3 separate regions of the Mus musculus genome follow, and regions 1 and 2 are each linked to region 3. A link is a contact called in public HiChIP or PLAC-seq and capture Hi-C data. All regions are on one chromosome and are shown on one strand. Each heading gives the region's core, a stretch centred on a gene start, on an enhancer-like site or on the middle of the called end of the contact. The rest is flanking DNA. Distances are from core to core; before and after follow the strand shown.

The links. HiChIP or PLAC-seq counts read pairs in DNA pulled down with a chosen protein or histone mark. Capture Hi-C pulls out chosen DNA fragments and counts their contacts.
Region 1: a contact with region 3 is called in an H3K4me3 HiChIP or PLAC-seq map of pro-B cells, with 9 times the contacts expected there. The contact joins the promoter of Abcc10 here to the promoter of BE949265 in region 3. A contact is called at or near these places in 2 of 15 datasets of contacts at CTCF or cohesin (large pre-B cells and pro-B cells), 5 of 484 Hi-C or Micro-C datasets (CD4 T cells, the G1E-ER4 cell line, erythroblasts and 1 more), 10 of 115 datasets of contacts at active chromatin or transcription factors (astrocytes, embryonic forebrain, embryonic hindbrain and 7 more) and 3 of 9 other capture datasets (adipose tissue, liver and pancreatic islet).
Region 2: a capture Hi-C map of embryonic stem cells shows a contact between it and region 3, with 2.5 times the contacts expected there. The contact joins the promoter of Ptk7 here to the promoter of BE949265 in region 3. A contact is called at or near these places in 1 of 15 datasets of contacts at CTCF or cohesin (large pre-B cells), 2 of 115 datasets of contacts at active chromatin or transcription factors (embryonic stem cells and stem cell-derived neural progenitor cells) and 1 of 9 other capture datasets (embryonic stem cells).

Annotation. Positions count from the first base shown.
Region 1 is chr17:46,326,453-46,329,608 of GRCm38.p6, reverse strand. It overlaps Abcc10 (ATP-binding cassette, sub-family C (CFTR/MRP), member 10), which reads left to right and starts at 1,586. Exons shown (of 21, transcript NM_170680.2): 1 at 1,586-1,837. The coding sequence starts at 1,677.
Region 2 is chr17:46,627,295-46,630,808 of GRCm38.p6, reverse strand. Ptk7 (PTK7 protein tyrosine kinase 7) reads left to right here and starts at 1,305. Exons shown (of 20, transcript NM_175168.4): 1 at 1,305-1,541. The coding sequence starts at 1,487. It overlaps Klc4 (kinesin light chain 4), which reads left to right. Exons shown (of 16, transcript NM_001357130.1): 16 at 1-180.
Region 3 is chr17:45,729,528-45,732,679 of GRCm38.p6, reverse strand. BE949265 (cDNA sequence BE949265) reads right to left here and starts at 1,761. Exons shown (of 2, transcript NR_169044.1): 1 at 1,516-1,761; 2 at 462-1,097. It also overlaps a transcript of 1600014C23Rik not described here.

The DNA of each region.
Region 1 (3,156 bases), core at 337-2,836, 600 kb before region 3:
ATTCTCAGCCGGGTGTGGTGGCGCACGCCTTTAATCCCAGCACTTGGGAAGCAGAGGCTGGCGAATTTCTGAGTTCAAGGCTAGCCTGGTCTACAGAGTGAGTTCCAGGACAGCCAGGGCTACACAGAGAAACCCTGTCTTGAAAAACAAAAAACAACAAAAAAAAAGATTTTGAATTCATTTCTCTCCCTGTACCTTCTGTCTCTGTTGTCTAATATGTCATTTATCTGTGTACTGTGTGTATGATTAATAAGGGATATATATATATCAGAAAACATGGCATGTGAAAGGAATAAGGACTTTCTTCTAGAAATATTTTTAAATAAATTTAAACAGATTGAATACACAGTAGGGAAACAAGACAGGTACATAATTTTAAATGTCTCAAATCTTTAATTTGGTTTCAAGGTCTTCAGTTTCTGAAGGCAAATATTTTGGGGGGAAAAAAACCCAAACTATTCCCACAACACTGAACACTCTCATGAAGTCAGTACCAATATACACCTTGCAAACATAAAGCTAAAATGAAACTAATCTCATCGCGCTGCTAAAATTGGTGGGTCAGGGTCCGAACCAACATCTATCTGGATAACCAAAAGTTTCCGTTCTTCCCATCACTCTGAAATATTTAGGAATGACTAAGCAAAGCACGTGACCTGAACACTTTTTTTTTAAAGTTTATATGTATGTGTGTGCAGGTGCTTACAGAGACCAAGAAGGCCTTGGATCCCTGGAGCTGGAGCCTTCTTACACGGGTGCTGGAAATCAAATCCAGGTCCTGTGCAAGAGCAGGAAGCACTCTTCTTAATCTTTGAGCCACAGCTTTAGACATAAACATTTTAAGGCCTTGACATAAACATTTTAAATTATACAAATTTCACAATACTTGGGTTGGTATTATCATCTCAATCGAAAAAAAAAAAAGCCAAAAAAAAAAAAAACAAAAAACAAAAAACCAAGGCTCAAGTAAGTTGGATACTTTCAAGATCTTGTAGCCTTAGGATACAGGAATAGCCTTTTGTCCTCAAGCATTCCTCAGCGTGGCAGGCATGTTTGGATTTCCAGCTCTTTAAACGCTGTGCATTTGTCAACTAGTATGCAATAGGTAAGCGAGAGCGAGCGCTCCACGTGCCAGGGTCTTAATGAATTTGCACAAGGACAGGACTGGGTGGGTCACTGCGCAAGCCAAAAGACAGAAACGTGCGCAAACACCATCGCGCTCCCGGGACAGCTCCCCGAGGCAGAGCTGTACGCACGCGCAGAGGCTGGCACGCGTTAGAGCATCCTTACCCCCATGGGCGAAAATAACCAAAAACTGCGAACAGCACCCGTTAACAGGTCTTCCTGCCTCTAGAGGGCCCTAGCATCGTGGCGCAGCACCCTGACCTGGCAGCGCGTCCTTTCTCACCCACAAACACTTGAGATATTAAAACAGCTCAAAGGCGCTTAGGTTTCCAAGTGCGGGAGACAGGAGGGTGAACGTAAGTACCAGGATCTAGAAACTGGCCTGCCCCGGGGACAGCGACTTCCTCTCCAGCCCCGGAAGTACCTCAAGAATGGGCGGGCTCTAGCTCGAAGCGGAAGCAAGGGGCGGTCCCGCCTAGGGGGCGGGGATTCAGCGGGGGACTCAGTCCCCGAGCCTTGTCACTCTTGGCTTCCGCCCGGGTGAGGTGTCTATGGAGGGGCTCCTGGCCCAGCTGTGTGGCACGGACGCGGCGCGGCCGCTCCCGCTGTGGGAAGGGGACACGACGGGCCACTGCTTCACCCAGCTGGTGCTCAGCGCCCTTCCCCACGCGCTCCTCGCCGTCCTCAGTGCCTGCCACTTGGGCACCCCAAGGTGAGACTGCAACGAGGCACCAACTCACATCGCTCCCAGATGTCCCTGGGATTGCGAGGTCTCTGTAGGGCAGAAGCAGAATAAAAGCTGACTGTTCGCACTCAGTTGAGCAAGCCACCTACCTTCTCGGAGTCTCCGCAGTTTTGAGCGGGTTCAATGACACAAGGCGTTTAAACACCGAGTGCGGCGCCTGTCATATCCTTAAAGTTGCCAATGCATCTCTCTTGCAGAGTTTTAAATGTCCTAGTGGAGCTGCCATGAATTGGAGGCAAACTTAGATAAACGTTTTAGCAAAAAAAAAAAAAAAAAAAAAAAAAAAGGATGCTTGTATAGGGCCAGTGGCACGCCACTTCCATCCAGCAAGCCCTGCTATCCCTAGGCTAAAAGCCCATGTAGACTCTGCTGGAGAGAAGCTGTAGGAAGAAGAGTAACGAAATCAAAATCTTAGAACTAACTTGGCTTTGTGTTGTGAGGTGTTGGTGCTACACTCGCCTTGATTTTATATTTAGTTCTTGGATGGCCAAGTTAAGTCCTTCTGTCCCTTTTGCAGAATGAAGCAAAAGCCTAGAAGAGGTTAGTACAGACACCCACAGCAAGCCTGCTCAGGTCAGGCATGTGAAGCCTTTAATCCCAACTCTTGGGAGACAGAGGCAGGTGGATGGATGCCTGTGAGTCCAAGGCCAGCCTGGTCTACAAAGTGAGTTCCAGGCCAGGCAGGGCTAATAAGAGAGCGCCTGTCAAAAAAAAAAAAAAAAAAAAAAAGGGGTGGTCTAGTCTAAGCTTTTCTAGAGGCAGAGGGATCTCAGCTTGGGCCACATGAGAGGGAACAAAAGGAACTAAAGTGTCTAGTTTATAGATAAACATTTTTTAGGACTGCAAAGAGCTTAACAGACTCAGTTGAGTTGTTTTGTGTTGTTGAAATAGGGTGTCATTCTGTATGCCCGGCCTAGAACTCAAGGAGATCTGCCTGCTCCTGCCTTCTAAGTACTGGGATTAAAGAAATATGGCTCCAGCCTCACCCTCTGCTTTTTTGATCAGTTGGTTGATTGATTTTGCCCAACTGTATGACTGTGCACCACTTGGGTGCAATGCCTGAGGAGGCCAGAGGGGAGGGCATCAGATCCCCTGGAATTGGAGTTTCAGACAGCCATGAGCTGCCATGTGAGTGCTGGGAACTGAACCCTTGGTCCTCTGTAAGAGCAGCCAGTGCTCTTAACTGCCCGGCTGTCTCTCTAGCCCCAATTTCATTCTTTTTAAAAATACTGGAAGAGTTTTATGCATAAGAGTGTTCGACAGCAATTATTCATATGTGCTACATG
Region 2 (3,514 bases), core at 56-2,555, 900 kb before region 3:
TGACTGAGGCTCCCAAGGTGGGAGAAAGTGGGTCTGCACCTCAGGGATGCGCCTGATGCTGGCTCTTCTGTCAGTTTGGGGCTGGCCAACTGGGCTGCCTTGCCCTGGTCTCTTTTACCCTCTGCTGCCTCACTACAGGTCCACATATTTCACTGTTTCTTTAATAAATGAACCAGGTAACATTTTGTGTTCGGAGTCTTCATTGAAGACGTTGTTCAGGACCCTTCCTAGAAGGATGAGGGCAGTGGTAGTGTGCAGGACTGTTGAATTCTTGGCTCAATGGTTCCCTCCGTGTTTGTACCCTCTTTAGCAGGGCCTGGAGGAAGACTTCTGGGGGATGGGGAATGAGGCACACAAGAAGAAGGTGCTGTGGACGGGGTTGTCAGGGACATGTGGTGGCCATGTGGCAGGACCCTGGAGTCCTGGCGCCACTTCTCCTGCCTGTGAGGCCCTCTGTGGCTTCCTTCCCCCCTCCCAGCTGCTTGGGGGAAGGGAGGTCTAAGCAGGCCTGGGGGGCCCTCCAGAGCCAGAAGGGGGACAAGGCGCTATCCATCCTCTCTTGCATATCCTGGAGGCCTGTCAGCAGCTGGGGCCCATCTTCTAAAGCTTGACTTCTTCTGACCCGCCTCCCACACCCCTTGCTGCTTTCACAACAAAGAAAGAATGTGGGGGTGGTGGCGCTGGGGGTGGAGGGTGCCTGGAACAAGGGCTGCGTTGGGCCTCCCCACAGCTGGAGATTTGGCCATGCCCTGACACAGCCCAGACTGCTTGGAGATGGACTTGGGATGTATGTCTGTTTAATAGCTCTCGCTGGGGGTTGGAGCCCAGGGTTTCTACCTTGGGTTCAGATTTGTCCAGTGTCACGCACGCCCCTCCCCCTCCCTGGCTACATCTGTTCCACCGGGCACCACAGCTGTGCCCTCCTTGTCTTCTGAGACATCCTGGCTATGTCCTCCTTGCCTTCTTCTGAGACACCCTGCTGGTCTGTCTCATGCAGCACTTTGGGTTGCTTAACTCCAGCAACTTGGAGAATTCTGGGCAAACTATTGCTCCAGATCTCCAGGTAGGTTCAGAGGGCCTAACGGAGTTCTGAGAGTCACTTTGGTTCTCTTGCGTCCCAGTGGATAGATTAGGCGGTGGGAACAACACCCAGGTCTCCGGCACTCCCCTAAGACGGCCACTGCTGCTCCCCCCCCCCCCCATCATTCCCCAGATCCTTCTTTCTATTGCCAGCTCCTCCCCTCGACGGCGGGGAAGGGGGCGTCAGGGGGCGGGGCGCCGTGCAGGCGGAGAGGAGGGGGCGTCGGGGGCGTGGCTTGGCTGCGGCGGCGGCGCGCTCGAGGGCTTGGATGTACGGGGCGCGCGCGGCTCCAGCTCCGGACGCCTCGGGCTCGGGCTGTAGCTGCTGCGGCGGCCCCCGCGCTCCGGTCCGCGCGCCCGCTCGCCGTGTGCCTTGAACCTCGCTGCTCGTCTGCAGCCCGCCAGGATGGGAGCCCGCCCGCTGACTCTGCTCAGAGCCCTGCTTCTGCCGCTGCTGGCCGGTGAGTCCCCCGAGAACCGGGAGGATCCGAGCTGTGCTTTGAGAAGCGCGGGAGTCCCGGGGGCTGGAAGGGCCCTGGAGAGGTGGGCTGGGCAGTTGGGGAGGTGGAGAGGCTCGCTAGGGGCTCGAGGATCCTGGGTTGGCGACGCCCCCTACGCGGTGGCGACACGGTGCACTGGGGCGCGGGGACGCGTTTGCTGTGAGTTCTCTCCGCCCGATCCGAGAGTTTGCTCGAGCGTTGCCCGGAGTCGCTGGCTCCCAAGCTCTGCTAAGATCTCCCTTTTGGAGAAGCAGTGCCCTCCCATCCCGTGAAAAGGTGCGGACGCGGACACCCAGGAATGCCCCGGGCCTTGGAGCCCAGATGAGGGGGATAGGCCTGGCTCCCGATCCCGTCCGAGCTGACATGGGGCGCGCCTGGCGCGGAGCTTTGTTACCTATGCCGGCCCGACGCGCCCGGGTCCCTCCCTGCAAGTTCCGGGGCAAAGCTGGAACCCCAGATGGCCCTGCGGGTGAGGGCAGGTTAGACTGAGAAGTGCCTAATCTTCTCCTCCAACTAGGCCTTGAGCCTACTCGGTGCCAGGGTCGTATCCCTGGAGCGGAGGGTCCCAGGCTGTAGTGGTGACTAATGAGTGAAGGCCGCTGCCAAAATCGGGCATGGCCGGCTTGCCAAGGTGCGGACGGGCTTTGCTTTGCTGTTTCCTGGATTTCCATCCTGTCCGTGTGTCCGTGTTCTCGGAGGAAAGGATTGTCTCTCTTCCTAAGGGCAGAAAGGCAAAGAGAGAGATAGAACGAGAGAGAGAGAGAGAGAGAGAGAGAGAGAGAGAGAGAGAGAGAGAGAGAGCGCCCAACTCTGGCTTTTCGTGAAGGGTCTCTCTACTTTGGTGAGGGTGTGGCCCCCCCGCCCCCCCCCCCCATCTCCAGGGCAAACAAGGGGCACCCTGTCCCGCAGACTTTTATTTCCTGGCTGATCACACCTGAGAGTCGGTCACAACTAAGGTGTTGTAAGTGACTTAACCGGAAATCGCCAAGCCACCCATATACCCAGTCTGCTGGTCCAAATGACTCCCTCCTTACCTTCCAAGACAAAACTACCAGTGGTGGTCTGCGGAAACAGCCCTCCTTGGGGAGACAGTCTGCGGGGGTGGGGGTGGGGGTGTCTTAGTCCTTAACCTAAAAAGAACTTACTTAGCCTTCTCTTTAATGAGTTCTAGCCGGGAGGGCAGGGGCAGGGAATTGTATACTGTCATCTTCCTGACCAGCTGTTGAGGGTTTAGGGACCAGAGAATGAAAGTCTTTCCCACCCCCAGTTATAAAGAGGTAGGCATAGCCTAAAAACCAACCCTGGGGTCTCTTAAGCTGGTGTTCCTAAGTTGTCCTGTGTTCCTTATGTGTGGGGTAGTCATTGCTCATGGCAAAGTCCTGCATCTGCTCCCAGAGGAAGTATGTAAGGTTTTGTTGTTGTTGTTGTTGTTGTTTTGTTTTTTAACACAGCCAGGATGAAGGCCCAACCATATGGGCAGGCAGCCCCAGCTCACAGGCCTCCTCGGCTGGCTGCTGGGTTTTGGTGTGTGTGGCTCTGCTAGATGTAGCTGTATTTGCTGCTGCGGTTTAGCTTTCTGAAGTCAAAGGCAAGTTCTGGTGGAGATGGCCCTTGCTCAACCACGCTACATTGCCAATTTCTTCTCTGAGGACTCTTGATGTTCGAGATGTGAACTCTAGTGGTGGGTGTTCTGGGAGGGTGTGTGTGTGGGGGGGGTTGGATAGGAGGGGTTTGGGGGGTATCTCCACAAAGAAACATTTTAATGAGAGCCTTAAATCAGTTCCACCAAATGTGCCTTCGTGTGAAACCTATCCGTGTGCTGTAAACGATTTCAGCGGAGGCGCCTGCTCTGCTGGTGAGATCCAGGGACTCTACCTACCCCAGATGCATGTCTTCAGGGGACAAGGAGGTTTTAATAGATCGAAGCACATTTC
Region 3 (3,152 bases), core at 512-3,011:
CCACCTGTGGCCTGAGGTTTCTCCCTCCCTCGGCTGGGACAGAAAAGGTGGGCCATCCTGAGTGGTGGCCATCCTGAGAGGGGCTAAGCTGCCCCTCCCCCCCCCACGCCTGCAGCAATCAGGTTGTCACAAAGACACGTATGCTCCGTACAGGCATGCTGGGAGAGAGCTCCAAAACACCTATGCATTTTCTCATTTTGTATCTCATCAAACCTTTGTCCAATTAGCATGAGTACATGTCACCAAAGGGGGGCAATACAAGAATATGTAAAAATGCTTACTTACATTTTGGGGCATGGTTATGCACATCTTTGATCCTAACACTCGGAAGGCAGAGGCGTCAGATCTCTGAGTTTGAGGTCAGCCTGATCTACAGAGTGAGTTCCAGGACAGCCAGGTCTACACAGAGAAACCCTGTCTCAAAAAACAAACGAACAAAATCTTAAGTCACAAGTATGTATATACGCAGCTTTGTTTGTTTTTTTTTTTTTAATTGCTAGAACACAAAATCAAAAACACCTTGAGAAGTCGCTGGTCTAAACATGAAGTGGTGTTATATGGGGGTGGCTTGTCCAGTCCATCTTAGTATCTGTCCTGGAAAGGAGCAGGTGTCAGGGACAGAATGGAGACGAAACAAGTCCACCTGTAGACACTTCACAGATGAAGGGAACAGAAGCGTGGAGTGGGAGATTGCTCAGAGGAAGACATGGACAGGGAATGGCTCCCACTCACCCTGTGTCTACAACCTGCCTATGTATGACACCAGGCACCCCCAAGACCCCTCTTCCATCTACTGGGCTCATTTTGGATATCATCAACCATACTACTCCTAACCTTACAGGAAGCCTGCCTCAGCTTGACATCCTAGAATATTCCAGAAATCCATCTGTTGTGAGAAAAAGAATCTGGCTTCAGAGGACCCTGTCTTCCTCTAAGTGGGTAAGAGGTGCGAGCACTGGTTTTCTCATTGTAGCATGGGACTTGCTAGTCATGCCTATTGCACGGGGCTGCTGTGGATACTGGCTGGTCTGCTGTCTTCACAGGATCTGGCTTGCAGGGATTGGGGTGGGTCGTCTTGCCTCTGTGTGCAGCAGAATCTGTATACATCCCGAGACAGAGGAGAATGCAAACTGTTGAACATAAAATCTGAAGCGAGCCTCTTACCCAGGTCATCCGGGTCCCAGGAAGGTGTGTCACTTCAGACCCCTTCCCGCAGCAACTACCTGCCCCACCTAAGCAACTGTGGGGCAACCAACTCTCCAGAGGGGGGTTTGCAACCTGGAGGCCTAGCCTCACTTCAAGTATGAGCTGAGGCTGACACCTAGTGGTCATTTCTGTAACTGCGGGGCCCTTAGGCAAATCAGGTCAGCTTCTGCAGAGCCGCTCTGCCTGGCTCCAAAACACCAGCTGCTTTGGATAGGGGCATGATCTAGAAGCTTCTGCACTCCTGTCCCTGCTGTTATAGCCCCCACCCCAGACAGAAGCAGAAATAGTTATCCCTCCCCCCATGCTTACCTCTCCCTCTCGTCGGTATCACAAAGGGGAATGCAAGGCACAAAGAGGTGACCCGCTCCTCTCTGCCACATAGCTCCACACACAGATGAGATGAGAAGAGATGATACTCAACAAACAGGACAGCAGACAAGAAGTCTCCAGGGGACAGAGGAGAGCAAGAGGAAATGACCTGGCCTGGGCTTAGAAACTTCAAGTCCCAGCTTGTTGGGTGAGCTGCGTCCAGAGCCTGCCATTCACTGAGCCTCGGACTCTTTAACTGTGCCACAGGCCGAGTCTCAAGTTGGCTGACTGTGGCCATCCCCTGGGCAGGGTTTCTGGCCAGCCATGCTTGCCCAGTCCTGAGCAATAGGGAAATGAAAACCAGGCAGAGTAGGGCTAAGGCAGGCTTACCTTTCGAACTCTTTCTCAATGGTTCTTGGTAGAACCATCCTCAGAGCACTGGACTTCAGATTCCAGTGCCCTCAGAGTAACTCCCTGTCCCTAGGCTTCTCCAGAGAAACCACTTAACCTTTTGGCCTGGACCCATAGTGGTCTCCTCTCCTCCAGCCCCCCACCCCCTGGAGGACACCAGACAGCTCTTTCTAGGTGCCATAGCAGGCTTGGGCCTCCTTAGTCTCTGACCCCAGACCTGGCCCCTGGGGTCGGGGGGGGGGGGGTGGAGAGGCCACAAGGAGCTTAACCCCAACAGGATGAAGGCGCCATAATTAGGGTCAGGCGGTTGGCTGAGCCTGCGGAAATCTCCAGCTTAGTATGGATGGGGGCTCAACCTGAAGGGGGGTAAGAGCAGAAGTGAAGGGCCAGAAGAGGCCAGGCATGCAGAGATCCAAGGGCTTAGGCCCCAGCCATCCCCTGAACAAGCCGACTAGGGACAACTGAACACAGACCCCTTACTCTCCAAAGTGTCAACCCCGTGGAAGAAGGATGACCCAGACGATCCCGCCCCCGTCCCAGAGGTCCTGATTCTCCCTCAGGCTGGGATGCACCAGTATCAGCCCCTACCAGTGCCTTTGGCAGGGGGAGAGCCATGTGGGAAAGGCTGGCCCCTGCAATCCCAGGGCAGTCCAGGCCGGCCCTGTTTGTAATCTTAGCAAGGCATCACTTTCCACTGTGGAATGTAACACCCAGGAGATGAAGCAGGGCAGAGGAGGGCAAGCACATTCAAGGGGTTGCTCCTTAGCTCTGCAACTGAAGGAAAAAGGAGCCCTTTCTTCCCCATTCATTTCTGAGTCTGTGATGGGGGGGGGGGGATACAACCCAGGCTAAAGTCTCAGGCTGGCTTGGTCAGGTGTCCCCAGGACATCCCCATCTGGAACTGTCACACAGACAGCCAGGCTGTATCATCACCCACTAGAGGAGACAGGTCTAACATGGAAGTGTCTCAGGTCATGTGCAGGAGAACCCCCACATGAGGCTAGAATGAGAGGCTGAGGGGAGCCGAGAAAGCAGACCTCCCACCCTTCCTCTGGCCTGAAATCCACACAGCTGCACGTGCAGACAGACACACACACAGAGGCACGTGCACTCACTCCAGCGCATGAGTCCCTGCACGTCCCAGGAGCTACAAGTCCCAGCCCCTTCACTCCCCTCTGATAACTTCGAAGTTTCCGGCAGGGCAGACACGTCGCCTGCAGGCTGGC